5 separate regions of the Mus musculus genome follow, and all the other regions are linked to region 5. A link is a contact called in public Hi-C data. All regions are on one chromosome and are shown on one strand. Each heading gives the region's core, a stretch centred on a gene start, on an enhancer-like site or on the middle of the called end of the contact. The rest is flanking DNA. Distances are from core to core; before and after follow the strand shown. Region 1 overlaps Lpp (LIM domain containing preferred translocation partner in lipoma). Region 2 overlaps Lpp (LIM domain containing preferred translocation partner in lipoma). Region 3 overlaps Lpp (LIM domain containing preferred translocation partner in lipoma). Region 4 overlaps Gm31814 (a long non-coding RNA gene). Region 5 overlaps Lpp (LIM domain containing preferred translocation partner in lipoma).

Region 1 (2,700 bases), core at 42-2,541, 480 kb before region 5:
ATTTGAATCTATGACTTCTACACCAAAGGCAAACAAGATTTTCTCTAGTTCACACTTACTGCTAATCAGTAAGTTTCTTCTAGCTCCCTGTAGTGGCCATCCCACAAAATGCCTTGGCTCATCATTAGCATCCTGCCGTCCCAGAACACCTCACAAATATATAATTTGGGGCTTCTTGTCCCTTTTCACATTATTTAGCAGGATGCTGTCACTAGGAAGATGTTTTTTCCCAGTATTACTCTCATTGATGAAGATGTCACATCCAGGACCCTAATGACATCCTTTCGTCTGTGTTCCCTAGCCCCAATCCAATCACTGGGTGCCTTCCGAAGTGCCAAACTTGTGGTGGCAAATGGTTCAAGAAGACCAGATGAACACAAGTGAAAAGCCACTGTTCATTGCTTCTGTGCTGCACCTCTGCCTTTGAGAGCAGAAAATGAATACACAGTGATGGAAAAGGAGGGTCTGGCCTGGACCTCAGACACTGATTCTCATGTCATGCTGTCTAAGGCCCACCTCTCATCATTCTTGCCAGTGGCAGCCTGTATCATTATTTGTTTCTAGGCATTGAAGACTAATACGTTATCAGCCTCTATAACAGCATGCAATCATAACAGGCCTGCAAAAAGTATTTGTTGTATGGAGAAGAAAATGAACTGCATTAAATAAAGTAACATCTTAGGTGTGTTTTAGTCTTAGGATTAATTGTTTTCATCTCAGCAAGAGGGTATCTCTCAAAAAAATGTTAAAACCTCCCCTAAGAGCATAAATGATCTGAAATTATTCATACACACAGTCAGTAGGGCAACACCCTTTTGCTTAACGCCATCTGATTATCAATGGTAATTGACCCATCTAGGGGAACATTCTAAAATGTGAGTTTAAGCAAAGCTCTTTCCAGCTATGTGTATACACAGTAATGACCACCTGTGTGCACATTGCAGATCAGAATTAAACCACCCTGAATCATCCATTAGAATCATGATATGCGAGCAGAGACTAGAAATGTTCTTAGTACCATTCTGCTCACGTGCCTGTTTTCTGAAACCCAGGACTGCGTGGTGCTTATTTTCTTCCTGATGTGTAGATTGCAATTATTTCCTACACTACAGCCATGAGAGGTCTGAGCCAACCACCAGGGTCATGGAAGATTTCTCCTTGTTCATATGCATGTGACAGAGAAGCTTCTTTGAACCAAACTTGATCTCTTTCAAAAGAGTTAGAGTTAAGCCTCTAACTCTTGGGAGTGGCAGTGGGAACAGCCAGAGGGCGGTGAGCTACCTCTGATCCTCTAGAGATCATTTGAGCACATTTGGCAATCACTTGGCTTCTGTTGAAAACAAGTCCTTCTAATTACACTTCTGCCAATGGAAGACAAAAAGGCAGCACTTGGGCTTAGAAAGGTCACGGTGACATGCCAGTGTCAGGGCTGTGATTGTGGTTTCCTATTGAGTACAGGCCCGCTGATGGGAGAGCCACACACCCGGCTGAGGAACCCATTCACGGGAATGGAATCTCAACAGGCTGCAGAGCGATTTGCTGTTCTCCTAAACGGTATCTCGCCTGTAATAATTTTTGACACTAGAAATAAAATACTAACACGTTTTGGTTCTTCTTTCTGTACTCTGCACTACATTTAGATGAGCTAGGTAGGAAAGGCTCAGTGAATGCAGGGTTTCTTCCATGCTACAGGGTTTTCCAACTGCCTCAAAGACAAAGGAGGCAGAACATACAGATGTTTGCTCCTTGCTGCACAGAGTTGTGGACTAACTCCTTTGGTGTCTCTGGAATGCAAATTTTCTTTCACAGTTTAGCAGTCTTTTTTGGATTTCAGCACAGTGAACTAACACTTTCCTGGATTCCAAGACCTCCAGAGAACCAGATGGATGAGAGGAACTGGGAAAAAGAACCCACACTGTTTGAAAAAGGTATGAATTTCTCACTCTGCATTTAGCCAAAAAGCTCTGAAAACTAGAAGAGCGAAATCACTTTTGGTTTGTTCAAATGCATGCCATCCCAGTTGTTGGTGGGGTGTAAGAAAAGAAAAGTCCAAAGTGATTTGGTGGTTTGGAGTCTGTGTTCAGTTTTAGCTGGGAAGCAGATTTTAACAGAGACGGTGTGTTTACTATCAAAGGAAAGAAAGTATAGAGGAGATTGCTCAAGAGATCATTCTGAGTGTCTGTGCTCTGACACGAGGGAAGGCTTTCGAAGGCCAGCTCTAAGTGGACAGTTTGGTCCTTCTGGATCCCTATGGGACCTTCCCTTTGCAGACAGGTATCCCATTCTCCAGTCTTCGCTCAGAAACCAACCCAAACTTCTCTGTGTTCTTGCTCTTCATTAATTGGGACCTCTGCTCTGAGATTTTCCTTTCCAAAGGTCAAGGGCGTACAGCTGTTACCTCTGTTACTGTTTTCTCCATTCTTCTGCCCTTTCACACAGCGGTCCTGTATTCTTTAAGGCAGTGACCTGCATAGAGTGTTACCTCTTTACATGAAATCTACAAAGAGGGATACAGCAAAATGTACTCCATCATCCTTTGTGACACGTGCTGAAGAGCTGGGCTACTGAGACAGACCTAGTCAATGGAGTCTTGTGGCTCTGGATGACTCTCTGCAGCACACACAAAATGCTTTTCTCTTGAATTGCCACAGGATGGTTCTACATCAGTGTTATTACATTGAAGAGTCCACCTTTAGTTGG
Region 2 (2,700 bases), core at 29-2,528, 270 kb before region 5:
ACTTAACAGACAATGAAATTAGGAAGTTAAAATTAAGTCTTGTTATTTTAGAATTACAAGTTTCCCAGGAAAATATATTTGAGACAAATGATAAGTTGGGGAAGATGGCCTTAAATTAGGATTCCCCAAAGCAGGACCAAAGAACAATAAAAGGGACATGCTCGAGCAAGTATTGTTGAAGAACTCATCCATAAAGGCTTCACATAGAGGCTAAGGAAGGTGAGCCACCAGACTCAGAAAAGAGATTTGCAACCTGAACAGAGAGAACTATCTTCTACTTTAAAGTGGATTGGACTGGTGAGTAGACATAGTTATTTAACACAGAGAAGGGAGAGTTGGGGAGGAGAGAACACAGAGAGACCCAGGCATCATCCTGTCAGTGGCCCAGAGGAAGAGCTGTGGCCAACAGCTAGTGACATCTTCTCAAGGAGCACTACCTGTGCCCTTAAGGCTTACAATAGACATGTTGACTTCTGGCTCATTCAATGTTGATAGTGCCCCATAATAAGGATGATGACAAGCCAGGCAGTGGTAGCACACGCCTTTAATCCCAGCACATGGGAGGCAGAGGCAGGCAGATTTTAAGTTCAAGGCCAGCCTGGTCTACAGAGTAAGTTCCAGGACACCCAGGACTATACAGAGAAACCCTGCCTCATAATAAACAAACAAACAAACAAACAAACAAACAAACAAATAAGATGACCAATAGGTGACTATCACTTTCCAATCTCCCCCTGGTCACTAGGTACATCCATTCCAGCTGAGAACCACTGAAAATGAGACATTAATCTACTACCCCTGAGAATGTTTTCATCTTTATCACTTATTCAGTCTAAGGGTACAGAAATCTACATATCTGGATTAAACAGAATTTCATGTCATTACAAATAATTATCTAATCTTAACATAAATTAGTAACAATGAAAATAATCACCATGCTGCCCATGAGCCCTTAATCTGCTACATAATCTCTTTTCTGCACCTTCTCTCTTTAGGTCCATAGCTACAGCTCGAAACATGATCAATATCACAAAAGTTCTTAACAGTTTCTCTCTCCAGAGTTTATCTGTATTCTGAACCCTAGACTTGCATGTTCAATTTACTCTTTTCATCTATTGACTTGAATGCCTTATATGTTTTTTAGGAAAACATATTTTCCGTATGTTATAGAAAACAAAAAGCTTTCCATAACAGATGTTGATCTGGTGAGACGTTCCCTTGTTACTGTTTAAACACTGAATGTGGCTACGACTCAGGGAGTGTCCTACGTCAGATATGTCCACATTTCGCAATATCTACTAAGAAAGCTCTTGCTCTTCTCCAGCTCCCTCAGACGTTTGGTCCACCCCTAGAAAATCATTCCCTGTAGCTGGAGGGATTTCTCCCTCACACGTATACAGTCTCATTACTTTGTCATTTAAAAGTCTTCACGAAGTTAGTAAGGATAATGTCCTATGCCACTTCATTTCTTGTCTGACCGACATGCCACATACAAGCTCTCATCCATATCCAAGGTACCAAGTTCTCTCACATTTCAGACATTGATTTTGGTTAAACAAGTATCAGGTTCTTAAAGAAACGTTGGCCCGAATCCTCTCTCAGATTAACTGTCTAGTTCTTAAGTTCAAAATAACTTGACCTGAACTCTCTCTCTCTCTCTGAGTATATCTCATTTCTTCTGTTCTTTCTTTATTTTTTGCTCTTTTTTATTATTATTTTTTTAATTAGGTATTTTCTTCATTTACATTTCAAATGCTATCCCAAAAGTCCTCTAAGACCCTACCTACCCACTCCCACTTCTTGGCCCTGGCATTCCCCCATACTGAGGCATATAAAATTTGTAAGACCAAGGGGCCTCTCTTCCCAATGATGGCTGACTAGGCCATCTTCTGCTACATATGCAGCTAGAGACAGGAGCTCCAGGGGTACTGGTTAGTTCACATTGTTCTTCCACCTATAAGGTTGCAGACCCCTTTAGCTCCTTGGGTGCTTTCTCTAGCTCCTCCATTGGGGGCCCTGTGTTCCATCCAATAGCTGACTGTGAGCATCCACTTCTGTGTTTGCCAGGCCCCAGCATAGCCTCACAAGAGACAGCTATATCAGGGTCCTTTCAGCAAAATCTTGCTGTCAAATGCAATGGTGTCACGTTTGGAGGCTGATTATGGGATGGATCCCCGGGTATGGCAGTCGCTAGATGGTCCATCCTTTCGTCTCAGCTCCAAACTCTCCTGTTCTTTATTATCATTTGTATACGTGTTTGCTTTCTCAAGGGAAGGGGGCCAGTCACTTTTACTCAACAAGACACCCTAAATAGTTTACAATATCATAGTCCACAGCAGAAATTTAGAAAGACATTGATCAGTGAATGAATTGTTGTCCCCTTAAGAAAACTGCAACATCAGACCTGTATTTTTCCTCACAGAACAGACAACAAATGCATGGACACACTGGATACATGCTTAATTCCAGTGGCGCCCTCAGTCTCTAATGCCTCTAAGACACAAATTATAACATGGTTCTCTTTCTGAGAAGCATTTGCTGTGCTGTTTGTTTGTTTTAGATGGGAGTCTCACCAAATAGCTGAGGCTGGCCTTGAACTTATGTCAGACTTCTGAGTGCTAGGATCACAGGGCATATGCCCGCAAACTGAGCTATTTATTTTCCTTTTAATAATGGTTTTTTAAATGTAAGTTCTCAATT
Region 3 (2,724 bases), core at 38-2,537, 390 kb before region 5:
TCCATTCAAAAGCTTCTTTAGCCGTATGCCTTTTACAGGACATAACCAACTGATGCTCCCTGCCAGAGTCACTAGAAGCACTACATTTCACCCCAAATCTGTCCATGATGATCAAAAGAGTGAAATGAGAGACAGAGACAGAGAGAAGGAGGAGGAGGAAGAGGAGAAGAAGAAGAAGAAGAAGAAGAAGAAGAAGAAGAAGAAGAAGAAGAAGAAGAAGAAGAAGAAGAAGAGAAGAAGAAGAAGAAGAAGAAGAAGAAGAAGAAGAAGAAGAAGAAGAAGAAGAAGAAGAAGAGGAGGAGGAGGAAGAGGAAGAGGAAGAGGAAGAAGAAGAAGAAGAAGAAGAAGAAGAAGAAGAAGAAACGAAGGGAGGGAGGGAGGGAGGGAAGGAAGGAAGGAAGGAAGGAAGGAAGGGAGGGAGGGAAAGAATGGGTCAGATTCTTAAAATCTAAGTAGACCGCACTGGGAAAGTTTCATCAGGATATTTTACTTAGGTAAATAAGGTTCAATCAGGCACGTGCACACAAACTTTAAATATTAAGGGGGAAAAGCATAAACAGCCTTTAAGTTCTTATTGTTTCTAAAGAAGCCCAAAAAAGGTGTGCAGAAATGAGGAAACTCTGCAGTATGTATGGTTCACTAACCCTCACTTAAGCATGCTTCAGTCTAACGGGAAAAAAAATATAGAAATGTACTTCATGGTGTTTATTTCCATATACTAAAATTTAAAATTTTATTTCTGTGTCTGCATGTGTGCCTTCTTGCATGTGTGTGTACTGTGTACATGCAGGTGTCCCGGAAGCCAAAAGAGGGTATTGGATCCCCTGGAACTGGAATTAGGAGGCTGTGAATACTAGTGTGGGTATTAGGAACCATGTCTTGGTTCAAAGAGGAACAAGTCTTCTTAGTTGCTAAGCCATACTATACTTTTGGATATTCTGTAAATGTAATAACCAAGGCCATTTTACGTAAATGTTTTGATTATTTTTAATAAATGTAAAAGCTATAGTTAACACCATGACCAAGCCAGAACTATCACCCATGTCTTTCTCTTGGCATTCCTCCCTACCCTCAGCAAGTCAGTCTTTCACATTTTACCAGCTTATTTCCCTATGTGTCCATTTTACTGTGTGACGATGATGCAATTTGTCCTTTCACCTACAGATGGAGTCTTGGGCCACTGCCAATTTTGACTACTACAAATAAAGTTGACATCAACCTCTATGTTCAAGTCTGTGTGAAAACAGGGGTTTTGTTTGCTTTAGGCGAACATGTTGGAGAAAAGCTTGGTTATGTTTACTGTGTGTTTAATTTTTAAAGACACTGCTAAGATCTTTTAAAAGTATCCATTGTACGATCCTGTTCTCAGCAGTTCAGGAGAATCTCAGCCATTTCACATCCCAGTTCGCGCCTGGGACGTGGCAGAGCCTCGAATCTCTTCAATTTGAATTTGTTCCTAACTCAAGTAAGGGGACACTTTAGGAAGTCTCTTCTTGGGGACCACAGATACCAAGCATATTTTTAGTTGATGATTTTTCCCAGAAAAGCATCTGTTTAAACCTTTTGCCTCCTTTTGTTTTTTGTTTTGATTGAGTTAGAAACCTGCTCTCTGTATACTGGACACATATCATTTTGGATGCATGGCTTGGTGTTTCACATTTCAATGGTTTCTTCTGAGAACAAGTTTTAGATTTTTCTGCTTTTCGTTTTTTGAGGACAGGGTCTTGTTTCAAGCCCTGGCTGGTATGGATGTAAATTTTAGTTCTCTTGTCAAGAGTTTCCATGTCCTGGACTTACACGCTTTTAGAATGTTGATGAAATTGAATTTATCTTTCAATAGATTTATTTGGGTATATCCTACATTAAATCTTTGACTGCCCTAATTTCATAAGAACTTTCTTGGGAGTGTTTTTTTTCATAAAAACTTTATAATTTTGGCTTTTATTTCTAGCTTTTGATCCAAAATATACATAAGACTTCTATAGTTTAAAATTAAAAAAAAGTCACCGAGCAAAATGAAAGAACACTTACATCAAGGAACAGATACATCATGTTCATGGTTTGGAAGTCCTTTTAAGGAGTCAATGCTTCTCATTTGAATTATGAGTAATCCTGCGGGCTTTATCAATATGAATTGACAAGCCACTTCTAGAATGCAAAAGGATGCAGAACAGTCCAACCAATTTTGACAATAACAGAGGTGGATATTTTGCTCTCATCCTCTATCTACACAAAAAAAGAAAGTGGGACAGGGAGATGCTGTGTTGCTCAGGGTGGAACTGACCTTGTAACATTGTTGCCATAGCCTCTACAGTGGCTGAGACACGTACCACTATATTCAACTTGCTGAAGGATGTAAACGGTTTGAAAGCAAGGTTTACTGTAAGGCACCATAACTGAGGCACAGGGTAGACTGTAGACTGGCACAGACGTGTAAAAGTTTCAAACTTGGCAGGTTGTGGTGACAAATGTCTTTAGTTCCAGTAATTGGGAGGCAAAGCCAGTTGGATCTCCATGAGCTTGAGGCCAACCTGATCTTCACAGTGAATTCTAGACCAGCAAGGGCTACACAGTGAAACCCTGTTTCAAACAGATGAAAAATAACAAAATGAAAAACACCTTTGGGGCTGGAGAGATGTCTCAGTGATTAATAGCATTTGTTGCTCTTCCAAGAGGACCTATGTTCATTCCTAGGACACACATGGCAGCTAACAACTGATTGTA
Region 4 (2,700 bases), core at 138-2,637, 280 kb after region 5:
ACCGCTGAGACTGCTAATAATCGGTCCCAGACTTTTCTCCTCTTCCCTGTACTGTTCCATCCTATCCTGTTTGATCAACTCTTCAGTCCTTAGATTTGAAAACCAAGGGTTCCCCTGACCCTCCCCCCTCCTCCACACACATACGCACAATGTCAGGCTTGTGGTTTAGGAACCAACAATTTTGACAAAGACACAGTTAAGATTCTCTGCAACAATGACCAGGACAAGTTTAAATAAAAGTACGAATTCTCATTTGAAGCTTTAGAGGAAGACATGGAGCGGCTTTGTTTGTTAAAACTCAGGTGGCATGAGTCGAATGGGCTTTCAAAGTACTTGTACCAACTAATCTTTCAGATGTTTCTAGTGGGGAGCAGAGCCTGATCTGGCTGTACTTACACGTGTGGGCCAGCTGTGGGCCTTTTTTCCTTACCCCGTGTTACTGATATTGTGGCCTCAATAGCGCTGTGGTGCAAATACTTACAGCCAATCTTATATTTTTATTTATTTATTTATTTTTAACCACTGTAGAAACAGTTGTTAAGCATTTCCCAGGCACCCAAGCTAGCAACTAATTGAGCCTGGCACCAACTGGTACCCAAATGTTCTCTGTCATGTGTACAGGCTCATCTTCAGGATTGGTTTTGGCCTCTAACCACAAAGTCATACCTGAGTGCCATTCTTTAAGTGGGAAATTCTTTCCATCTGCCTTTGCAAAATCATGCTGATGGGTTTCCACTAATAATAGTCCTCTGTGTGCATGTGGAGCTTGCAAAGAGTCTGCATGGCCCTCATCACTTTCAAGTTTCATGTGATCCATGGGGCAGATGCCTTCTCTCCTTGGTAGAAAGAAAAGGGTCTGACAGGGAATGTGACTGCTCCCACAGTCAGAGGCCTTGCAAGTGGCAGGTGGACCTTGAGCCATCTTCAGCTTCCGCGTTCTGTGCACCTGCCTCTCACCAGCTGCTTCCTTCACCTCAGACACTTGCTAGATCACTCACTTGCTCGCAATGCCTGAAGGTTAGGCTGCTGTCGGCAGCATGGAAGCGTCTAGCAGCCATTTGGGGTTAACACCAGTCTTGGACTTTGACAGGAAGGAATAGACTCTCTAGCTTGGGGGTGTAAATATAAGCCACCCATTTCGCTATTCTGCCGAGAAGAAAGGTGTCCACTTTTGTTCCCTGTTGGTGCTTGGTTTTCTGTGATTCCGTTTAAACGCTGTTATGGGGACCTTGTGTTTTTAGGTCCTTCTCTCAGTAAGAACTTGGAGCCTCTCAAATGACCCAGCATAAATGGTCCGCTTCCCTTCTTGCACAACCCCCACCCAGCCTTGTTACTGCCCAGCGCTGTATTGATTGGAAAGCATTTCACAATGCGTTTTCAAAACATGCTGAAGGTCGAGACTGAGTGACTCATAGGCCGTCACATTTCTTTCTGCTTTAGTCCCTCTGGACTTTATCGGTTAGGTTGGCTAATGGAAGTCCCTAAAGAAACTGTTAACTGCCCAACCTTGGCCAGTAGGATGCAGGATTAGTAGGTGGCTTCACAAAATAATTCCTAATCACGTCTGTGGCGATGGACCTGTGGAAATCTCTTTGGTTTTTGAATGCCAAGTCTCTAGAAGAATAAGAAGTCAGGAGAGGGTTCCCGAGCTCATTTTGCCAGCTCTGGCTCCCAGAGCATCAGAGAGCCGACAACGTCAGGTGAGCGAGTCAGCTGATACCCGAGGCTCTCCTGCTGCTCTGGGTGATCTATGCCACTCCATTCGTCTGGGGAACTTGGGGCCATGACCCTGATCCAGGCCTTCAGAGCTGGCTGCCAGAGGCTAAAGGATGTTGTCCTGGGCAGTGAAGAATGCCTGGGAGCATAGTAGTAACGGATAGTTCCGGGTAGCAGTGAGGGTTCTGGGCTAACACACAGCCTTATCTCCACTACCTGAGGTTTTTGACCAGTGGCTCGGCCAGTTAGCATCTTGATTTTCTACCACCTGGTAAAGGAAGGTCTTCCTGACACTTTATTTCCCAGGCTGGCTTTGAAGAGCAAATGATAGAATGTATGCAGAGTATCATCAGGAAGAGCCTGCAGCATGACTCCTTATGGACTACTAGAACACTTGGCTTTGAATTATTAATTAATTAATTAATTTTTATTTTTCATAGTTTCCTAACTTTTTAAATTAGATATCTTCTTTATTTACATTTCAAATGTTATCCCCTTTCCTGGTTTCCCCTCTGAAAACCCACTACCCCTTCCCTCCTCCCCTGCTCATGAACCTACCCACTCACTCTTCCTGGCCCTAGCATTCCCCTACACAGGGACTTAGAGCCTTCACAGAACCAAGGGCCTCTTCTCCCCTTGATGACCGACTAGGCCATTCTCTGCTACATATGCAGTTGGAGCTATGAGTTCCACCATGTGTTTTCTTTGGTTTTGTCCTTGGGAGCTATGGCAGTACTGGTTGGTTCCTATTGTTGTTCCTCCTATGGGGCTACAAACCCCTTCAGCTCCTTGGGTCCTTTCTCTAGCTCCTTCATTGGGGACCCTGTGCTCAGTCCAATGGATGGTTATAAGCATCCACTTCTGTATTTGTTAGGCATTGGCAGAGTGTCAGCAAGTACTTATTGGCATCCACAATAGTTTCTGTGTTTGGTTATTGTATATGGGATAGAACCCCAGGTGGGGTAGTCTCTGGATGGTCATTCA
Region 5 (2,700 bases), core at 176-2,675:
CAGTCATACGCAAAATTATCTTTTGTTTTTAAAGAAAAACAATGTACAAGACATATCATTTTAGTAAAAAAGTTCATGGCATTGAAAACTGTGGTTATTTATGCCTCACATAAATAAACTGTAAACATAGCCATACATGTGAGCACGTGCACACGTGCACATTTAGACACACTGGGGAAGAGAGAGAGTAGGAAGGAATGGGGGGGGGGCGAGGGTGCTAGAAAACTTTTTTCCAAAAATTTAACAACGATCATTAAAGCAGAATGTATTCAGGGGTAAATTTTATTTTCTACTTTGTATTTTCCTGCCCTGCTTCAAATTCACTATAGTGCTTAGAAATCATTCAAGTGATAAGACCATCTAGAAATAAAAGAGAACAAAATAAAATGCAAACTAGAAGAAAACAAAAGACTCCAGAGGAAAAAGCACACGTTTGCCCTCAGGGTGTGGCAGGGCATCTATGCTCCAAGTCTTACTGTCCATCCCAGACACCTCTAGGCTAAACATGGCACACTGGAAGGCGGTATCCTTTCTTTCTCTTCTTTTCCGGTGCTTGGAATTGACTCCAAGGTCTAAAGAGGCTCTGCCACTGAGCTGCAGCCCCACTAGGCAATGCTCTTTGAAATCTCTCCTGCCATTTGTAGCTTGGCTCAGCTAAGATCCATTACTATAAATGAGGATAATATAGGGACAGCTGTAGTCTTCCAGAACCTTCCCTCAAAGGAACAAAAGCCCTTGGAATCTCTTAGGATCCCAAACAGAAAAAGAGGGTAGAGCATGCCTTCCCAGCACCCACTGTCGGCCACACCCTGCCCGTCATAAGGTTACACACCAAATGCTACAGAAACGGTGTGTTGAACTCCAGTCGCGTTGATTTCATTGTTCTGTAGCTTTCTTCATATAGCTGCTGCTGGGGCACAGCTCAGGCACAAAAAGGACACCCAAGCCCTTTGAAATACTAGATATTTAATCACTATGCCACCACGAAATCCACTTTGGCACCAGAGCAATGGTGACAGTATGTGTTGTAGCTCAGTTTTTGTGCTGAGAATGAAAACAGTCTACCTATAGAACCAGCGACCATCTCTACCAGTTATTACTGACACACACCAGCACAGGATACCCCTACAATGCTACATCGATCAAACAAGCGCAGGCTTCATAGCTCTAACTAGAAGTGCTCACGGTGAGTTTTGTTTTCTTTTTGATTTCTAGTCAGCAATTATTGGATTTTCTACATGACATTTCATTGTTATCATATTTAAAAGAAAAGAAGAAGGTGGTGGCCCCATAGGAAGATATGCCAACAACCAGCACCTTGAAGAGACAGCATCTCTCTTCAAGCTGAAGCTGGGGCTGCCTCAGAGGCACGAGTGCAGGGAACAGGCTGTAACTAGGTCACTGGATTTTGCTTCCTCACAGTAGACCTTTTGCACATGCTCGCCGGAGCTTCCAAGAGCTCAGGAGGCTAACTCTGTACAACTGCTGCGATGGACTAAAAGTGATCCAGTTACTCATGGAATCCATGCTGGAATGAGTCCCATGTTCCTGGCACGGCAGAAGGTGCCAGAAGTAAGCAGAGGCTACCCCACCCTCCTGAAGTGGACAGTGGCAGACGCTCGAGGTACAATGTGATGAGTCCTAAATGTTCCCCCTCGGAGCAGTGTGTGGCTCTAGTGAAGGGAAGATTATTTCTCGCTGGGAAAATGACAGGTGGCTTCAGGACAGTGAGTGTTCCACCACCAGGAGGTACCGGAACAAGTCGGGATGGGACAGATCCAAGGCCAGGGTACAGCTCAGCTGGCTGGCACCCAGGGGCAATGAAGAATGACCTTAATTTTGGAGAGAACACACAGTGACAGGCGACGGACTTTGGGTATTTCCACAGCAGAAAGGCAGACTGTCACTGTATGCACTGGATGCGCCTAGGGAGCATGACAACTGAAGTGGATCTTTTGTAAATTCAAGTTGGTGCAGGAAGCAAAAGGGAGACACTACAAACAAATATCCCAGTCACTGTAAACAAGACATGGTATGCTCCGGAGTACAACTGTGGGGAATGACACTTCATGACTGGAAATGACATCCGGCCAGGGTTGCCAATCTGGTGTGGAGGTAAGTAGTGAAGAAGGGAAGATGACAAAGGCCACTGCTCTGTCTTCAGGTGGCTCTCACTGATACAGTCTGGATGGCCCACTCGATTCAACGTACACTCATGCCGTTCTTATACCATCCTCTCCACTGCCTTGGACACCTGAAAAGGGCTCAGTAAATAAACTCTCAGTAAGTAACATTGTGATATTGACTGGTTGCTGGTTTCAAAACATCAAAAAAAGGAATGAAAACAAGAAGCAGGTGTTCTCCTCCCTAAGGAGACAGGCAGAAGAAAGCTAAGACCCAGGGCCTCAACCCAGCCCATTCCAGTACCAACCTAAAAGGGGAAACCTAACCATGGTTATGAATCCAAAGCTCCCAGGTGATTTTACCATGCAGCCATGGGAGAGCGTGATGGCTAGGTGGAAGCACTGACCACTGAGCACGGGGATCACAGGAATATTCCAGAAAAGCCCGCTCTCTTGCAACATCTGTTTCCCTGGCTTTGCTTCAAGAATGAGCTTCTTGTAATGACAAGGTCGGGACTGGCTGGACCTCTCGGCAGACCCTTGAAAACACCAATCAAGGGTCTCTTCTTGCAAAGGG

Evidence for each region. Hi-C and Micro-C count contacts between places; a contact is called where the count stands out from the background.
Region 1: a Hi-C map of liver shows a contact between it and region 5, with 2.0 times the contacts expected there. The contact joins two enhancer-like sites. A contact is called at or near these places in 1 of 15 datasets of contacts at CTCF or cohesin (the NIH/3T3 cell line), 2 of 484 Hi-C or Micro-C datasets (the C2C12 cell line and liver), 2 of 115 datasets of contacts at active chromatin or transcription factors (embryonic stem cells and fibro-adipogenic progenitors) and 1 of 9 other capture datasets (embryonic stem cells).
Region 2: a Hi-C map of liver shows a contact between it and region 5, with 2.0 times the contacts expected there. The contact joins two enhancer-like sites. A contact is called at or near these places in 1 of 15 datasets of contacts at CTCF or cohesin (the NIH/3T3 cell line), 2 of 484 Hi-C or Micro-C datasets (embryonic stem cells and liver) and 1 of 115 datasets of contacts at active chromatin or transcription factors (cardiomyocytes).
Region 3: a contact with region 5 is called in a Hi-C map of liver, with 2.3 times the contacts expected there. The contact joins two enhancer-like sites. A contact is called at or near these places in 2 of 39 promoter capture datasets (the 3T3-L1 cell line and liver), 6 of 484 Hi-C or Micro-C datasets (the N1E-115 cell line, embryonic fibroblasts, embryonic stem cells and 2 more) and 3 of 115 datasets of contacts at active chromatin or transcription factors (cardiomyocytes, embryonic basal ganglia and hepatocytes).
Region 4: a Hi-C map of liver shows a contact between it and region 5, with 7 times the contacts expected there. The contact joins two enhancer-like sites. A contact is called at or near these places in 5 of 484 Hi-C or Micro-C datasets (cerebellar granule neurons, cerebellum, liver and 1 more) and 2 of 115 datasets of contacts at active chromatin or transcription factors (fibro-adipogenic progenitors and pancreatic cancer cells).

Annotation. Positions count from the first base shown.
Region 1 is chr16:24,960,267-24,962,966 of GRCm38.p6, reverse strand. All of the region lies in intron 10 of Lpp (LIM domain containing preferred translocation partner in lipoma), which reads right to left. Among named protein-coding and RNA genes, the nearest start is that of Gm52245, 20 kb to the right of the region's middle. Within about 2 kb of position 1,291, at least 40 of the 459 cell types and tissues checked have an H3K27ac peak or open chromatin away from gene starts, as enhancers often do. A contact at or near this core is called in liver, where this site is marked.
Region 2 is chr16:24,754,924-24,757,623 of GRCm38.p6, reverse strand. All of the region lies in intron 7 of Lpp (LIM domain containing preferred translocation partner in lipoma), which reads right to left. Among named protein-coding and RNA genes, the nearest start is that of Mir28a, 72 kb to the left of the region's middle. Within about 2 kb of position 1,278, at least 4 of the 459 cell types and tissues checked have an H3K27ac peak or open chromatin away from gene starts, as enhancers often do. A contact at or near this core is called in liver, where this site is marked.
Region 3 is chr16:24,872,919-24,875,642 of GRCm38.p6, reverse strand. All of the region lies in intron 9 of Lpp (LIM domain containing preferred translocation partner in lipoma), which reads right to left. Among named protein-coding and RNA genes, the nearest start is that of Gm22672, 9.9 kb to the left of the region's middle. Within about 2 kb of position 1,287, at least 17 of the 459 cell types and tissues checked have an H3K27ac peak or open chromatin away from gene starts, as enhancers often do. A contact at or near this core is called in hepatocytes and liver, where this site is marked.
Region 4 is chr16:24,198,633-24,201,332 of GRCm38.p6, reverse strand. The region is part of intron 1 of Gm31814 (a long non-coding RNA gene); the gene reads left to right. Among named protein-coding and RNA genes, the nearest start is that of Gm32126, 40 kb to the right of the region's middle. Within about 2 kb of position 1,387, at least 76 of the 459 cell types and tissues checked have an H3K27ac peak or open chromatin away from gene starts, as enhancers often do. A contact at or near this core is called in liver, where this site is marked.
Region 5 is chr16:24,482,731-24,485,430 of GRCm38.p6, reverse strand. All of the region lies in intron 3 of Lpp (LIM domain containing preferred translocation partner in lipoma), which reads right to left. Among named protein-coding and RNA genes, the nearest start is that of Gm24440, 78 kb to the right of the region's middle. Within about 2 kb of position 1,425, at least 28 of the 459 cell types and tissues checked have an H3K27ac peak or open chromatin away from gene starts, as enhancers often do. A contact at or near this core is called in hepatocytes and liver, where this site is marked.